2 separate regions of the Triticum aestivum genome follow, and region 1 is linked to region 2. The links are chromatin contacts, called in public Hi-C maps. All regions are on one chromosome and are shown on one strand. Each heading gives the region's core, a stretch centred on a gene start, on an enhancer-like site or on the middle of the called end of the contact. The rest is flanking DNA. Distances are from core to core; before and after follow the strand shown. Region 1 holds the start of LOC123131966 (aquaporin PIP2-5). Region 2 has its middle 35 kb from the start of LOC123131966.

What was found. A called contact is a pair of places that touch in the nucleus more often than the background predicts.
Region 1: a Hi-C map of an unstated tissue shows a contact between it and region 2, with 5 times the contacts expected there. The contact joins the promoter of LOC123131966 here to the enhancer-like site in region 2. A contact is called at or near these places in 2 of 5 Hi-C or Micro-C datasets (leaf and an unstated tissue).

Annotation. Positions count from the first base shown.
Region 1 is chr6A:54,645,095-54,647,915 of IWGSC CS RefSeq v2.1, reverse strand. It overlaps LOC123131966 (aquaporin PIP2-5), which reads right to left and starts at 1,565. Exons shown (of 1, transcript XM_044551703.1): 1 at 181-1,565. The coding sequence starts at 1,384. The coding sequence ends at 497.
Region 2 is chr6A:54,609,649-54,612,348 of IWGSC CS RefSeq v2.1, reverse strand. No RefSeq gene overlaps it. Among protein-coding and RNA genes, the nearest start is that of LOC123131966, 35 kb to the left of the region's middle. Within about 2 kb of position 1,363, at least 3 of the 8 cell types and tissues checked have an H3K27ac peak or open chromatin away from gene starts, as enhancers often do. A contact at or near this core is called in leaf, where this site is marked.

The DNA.
Region 1 (2,821 bases), core at 316-2,815, 35 kb before region 2:
AAGGGCAAGTTCTTCAGAGCACAGATGACAATTTCTCAGAAACACATGGCAAATTGTTGGCAAACAAAGGATTTGCTGTGAAAATTGTCGTGCTCGCTCGAAGGAATTGCCACTCTTGACACATAAAAGCGAAGGTTCACTGAGTAGCATTACCAATAATATTTAGGACAATTTGGCAAATAAGAAGAACCACTTGTCTATGCCTTTTTTCATGGAGTTATGATCCTCGTGACATGGTCACATGGAGTACCATCTGAATTTGCATGAATGCCTACATTTCCAAGGACAGGATCCCTAGTCTCTGGTGTCGTTTCTTACATCGTCAGAGCCCTCTCAGATTGAGTTATGATCCTCGTGATAATATTTATTAAATTTACATTTTTACAGCTTGTCAAAAAAGACATTATCAACCAGAAAAGCAGTACTGGTGTCGTTTCTTACATCGCCAGAGCTCTCTCAGATTGATTACCATCACCTCTTGGTGTGTGTGGCTCCATCAACAGCCGAGGCGTCGGAATCCATTGTCGAAGTTGAAGTGTGGCTTGGCGGCGGCACCGCCCCTGAGGATGTACTGGTGGTACGCCATGGCCACGGCGGCGCCGGAGAACGGCCCGACCCAGAAGATCCACTGCTCGCTCCACGCCTTGCTGTTGTTGTACACCACGGCGGCACCCAGGCTCCTCGCCGGGTTGATCCCGGTGCCGGTGACGGGGATGGTGGCCAGGTGCGCCACCACCACCGCGAACCCGATGAGCAGCGGCGCCAGCACCGGCACGTGGGTGTCCCGCGCCATGCGCTTCGGGTCGGTGGCCGAGAACACGGTGTACACGAGGACGAAGGTGCCGGCCGCCTCGGCCAGCAGCCCCCCCGCCTTGGAGTACCCCGGCGCGACCTCGTTGGCGCCGCCGCCGTAGAGCTCGTAGTACCGCGCGCCGTGCACGGCCCTGACCATCGCCGCGCCGCAGATGGCGCCGAGGCACTGCGCCGACGTGTAGAGGAAGGCGCGGGGGAGCGACAGCTTCCTCGCCAGCAGCAGCCCGAACGTCACGGCGGGGTTGACGTGGCCGCCGGAGATGCCGGCGGTGCAGTAGACGAGGACGGCGATCATGCCGCCGAAGGCCCACGCGATGCCCAGCACGCCGGCGCCGCTGCACGCTTCCGCGTCCGTCTGCCGCTTGTGGCCGATCACGGTGGCGACGGAGACGTAGACGAAGAGCAGACTGGCCATGAACTCGGCGATGATGGCGCGGTACAGGGACCACTGGCCAAGCTCGCTGGCGTCGAACAGCCGCACCGCCGGAGGGTCGAGGTAGTCCTTGGCGACGCCGATATCGTTGTTACCATGGGCCTCTCTACTCTGCTTGCCCTGTGCAGCGCCGGCCATGTCGATGTCGATCGACCTCTAGCTCAGCTGATTAATTCGGGAAGAAAAGAAGAGATCGATGGATAGAAATAATTAAGAATCGGCTAAGTATTGTGTCCATAACCTGCTGGCAAAGATGCTTCTATATATAGAGAGGAACCACAAGGCAGACGTGGTAAGCTATCTTCAAAAGAATCCAAAGAGAGGAAGGCCACTTATGCCCTAGCAGACACCATTTACAAACCACAAGCACCATTTACTCACAAGCCAAAGGCTCTCTTTTTTCTTTTTCTTGAAAAGACACCCAAAGGGCATCCTATGTCTGGTAGTAATTATCAAGCAAACCGGTAGCTAGTGCAATGAAAAAAGAGAGCCTTTTTTTTGCAAGAGAAATTTCCAACCTATTCATCAATCAAGGCAGTACATAGAACACTTAACCTTTGACGGCCAATAATCCTTAATTTTAAAAAGTAACACATTAGTCATTTTTTTTAATTTGACCAAATTTATAGGGGAAAAATATCGACATCTACGATACCAAATGATAGATATATATCAGTACAGATTTGATATTATTGTAGATGTTGATATCTTCTCTATATAAGCCTGATCAATCTTTAGAGAATTTGACTGAACACAAAATTTATACGACTATGTTTTGAGAAGGAGGTTGCATTATTTTAAATATTTGGATTCGAAACATGGAAATCATATGTGTTGAGTGACTAAAAGTCTGTTAGAACATTATCAATAGTTCCTCACGTTATTTACATATATAGTACAATACCCAAAATAGTGCTCAAATTTCTTGCATAACTAATTTTTAAAATTTGGCCAAGTTTGCAAAGAAAAATTATCAACATACACCACACCAAATGATAGATATATTCATACTGATTTGGTATTGCTGTAGATGTTGATTTTTTTTTGTGTATAAGCATGATCAAAGTTTATGAATTTGTTGACTAGGACAAAATTTATATGATTTATGTTTTGAGAAGGAGGGGGTATTCAAATATTTAAAGTGAAAACTTGGAAATCATATGTGTTGAGGGACTAAAAGTATTTCTTTCTTACTTAAATGCATACCACAATATCCATGATAGTGGTCAAAATTATAATATATATTAATATCGAAAGTATTGAGTCAACTCTGCATAGTTCTTAGTTGCCCTGCATTCTTACCGTGGTAATACAAGGTATAATTTTGCATATCTAGCTTTGTTACGAATTCTACCTTAGTCATCGGTTAGTCTTTGATAGCTACAACAATATCAATCATTCGGTGGTCTCGATTGTGTGCCTAGCTGGTACTCCTTTTTTCTCTGCATATAAGATTTTGTCTGAAGTCAAACTTCGTAAAGTTTGGCCTTATTTGTATTAAAAAAATGTCAACATCTATAATACTAAAGTAATACAATATAAAAACTAAATTTATTATGCATCTAATGATATTAA
Region 2 (2,700 bases), core at 114-2,613:
GGGCGCTGGTTGCTGTTTGGCAACGATGATGGCGTCGAGAGGAGCTTGGGTCGCGGCGTGGTCTTCGGTAGTCGGTTCTTCCCGACGTGTCCGAGGTGCTCTTCCGTGGTTGCTTGGTTGCTTTGAAGTCGGAGCTGCGATGGAGCGATTCCAGGTGGTGACGATGACAGACACTCGGCGGTCGTTTGCGGAGGGCACGGTCGGCGCAAGTCCTGCATATTTTCCTTCTGTTTCTCGTCGTCGAAGTCGGAGCTGTCGGTTGCTTGCGAGTGTGGCCATCTGTTGGCATGTGCCGCCGTGGATTCTGTTCCATGTCGATGGCCAGGTTGGCCGGTGGTGCCCATGTCATGTGGGTTGTGTTGTATCGATTTTAACCCGATTTTTCATTAATTAACCGGGCAATTCTTTTATTTTTAATCAATGAAAATGGCAAGTCTTTTGCCTCGTTTCAAAAAAAGAAATGCTCCCAAGCTATGAAGCAACGCAAAGGACATTTGCCTAACGATGAGACTAGATGCCTCAGCCTTGCTATTGTGTTTTTATTTATTCCAGATGATATTATGCTAAATTGCAAGTGTTTATTTCCGTGATACCATAGTGTCACTAGCATTGCTAATTTATGTAGTATGTAGATGTCCGATGGCCTTATTATGGATCGGTTCGTGCATTTGGGCGATGTGTTTTTTATTTATTATTAAGATGTCCCGGTAACTCGTTGCGCTGAGCTTTTCCATTTGTTAGATTTAAATTTGATCTTGGAGACGCTATACTCATTATCTCTTTCTTGGTTTACCCCGCGCTTTAAGCAATGACTCTACCCTTAATTTTATTCCTGGATTAAGTAGCGCATGACATGGATATGAAGGGAGAAGCAAGACTGCTTGGTTGCGACAGGTTCTTGCGTGATGTATGCATGATTGGTTCTATACGTGGCTACGTGGCCTATGTCTGGCCCGAGTCGTGTATGTGTCTGACATCATGCATATAGATAGATCTGGTCTGATGAAGTGCTTTCAAATATGTATTCTTTCAATTTTACAATGTAGTGTGTCCGCGTTTTCCGAGATTCAAGTTTGATTGTAAATTTAACTACTGAGATCGACTGCGGCAGGAGCAAAAAATATACAACTGAATTCGTATTTTCGATATGAATTTAGTGATACAATTTTTGTCCCTGTCACAGTCAGTTTGTTGATTAATTTATGATTAAAATTGGATCTTAAAAAGCGTGAGGGCGTTACATTGTGAAAGGAAGGGAGTACTGTCCCCGCAAAAAGAAAAGGAAGAGAGTACTGTACTGTCGACCGCACGTACGTAGACAGACCGAGGAGTAGTACTAGTAAACTGCGAAATGCATTGGATGCTGCGTACACAGTGTTAGTGAAAGGTACGCCCGCTGCAGTGCTAATTTGTCACCACCTATGAACACCATGAATGCACGCATCAAATTCATTCAGTTAGGACCCCGCAACCTGTGCTAGACAAGTACGTGCGTACGGTCATTGTTCCCTGACTCTCGATCGAAACCCGTCCATGCATGGTAGCCACACGTACGTACGTATCCAGTGGCGAAGCCAGAAACTCAATATAGAAGGGGCCAAGCATGTTATATAATGCTAAACAGGGCTAAATCATCTAAATTTTGCTAATTTTTTTTGACAAATGGAGGATTAAGAACACATATAGTTGTATTTCTGAAAGCATAGAGGGGCCTTGGCCCTTGCCAGCACCCCCTACCTCCGCCACTGTACGTACCTATGTACCGTAGTAACATTATTTCCCAATTATGCGAGTCAAAATTACCATGTGCCTTGTATGAAATGCATGATTTTCACTCCTCACGCTTTTGCAGAAAACTACAACACCGCTTTTTAGGGTAGCAAGGTCGTCGAGTACACCTCCGTTAGGGTTGAGGGGTAAGGCGGATGACATGAAGGTGGCAACAAGGAGGTAGTGAGGTTGAGAATCGTAACCAGTGATGTCGTGAGTGGTGTAGAAGAGGGAGGACCAATTGGCTTCATCTCCACTCGCCTCCAACGGGTCATGGTGGAAACCTCGTAATTGTGCCCCACCCCCGACTCTTCACGCCCTACCGCATCAAGGGCACCAATATCCGCCCCTAGAAATACTTTGAATGTGCATGTGTGAGGGTCTCAAGCGTGTTCAAGTATTACCGTGAATGTGTCATCTAATATTGCTGCGGCTTGCAATAAACCGTCCTATAGAAAAGGAAGAAAAACAAAAGTATGGAAGGCTCGGCAAGATTTTATAGGTGTACATGATCCACAATTGGTAGTTGTGCTATTTCAAATCGTTGGCTATTGACTATGTTGCATTTGTGATTTAGTATGTCGAAGTTCTGGTTCTGTATTCTTGTGGATTACTACAATGCAATGTGATCATTGTGACAATTCCAAAAACCTAGAAAATTATATTGTTAGAATGCTCTCAAAGCTAGAAATTTTGAAAAACATTCCAGCAAATCATTCAATTCATTGCCCAGTTTGGTAAAGTTTAAGATTAAATTTACTTACAGTATGAGAGATACTTGCTATTTTATTTTAAGTTCAAATTTTGGTTCAAAATTCAAATGTGACAGAAAAATTAAAAGCATTCGAGTAAATCAAGAACAGTCCACTGACTGATTTGATTAAATCTTAGATAAAAGTCAAACACTTTGAGGTAAACTTAATGTTTTAG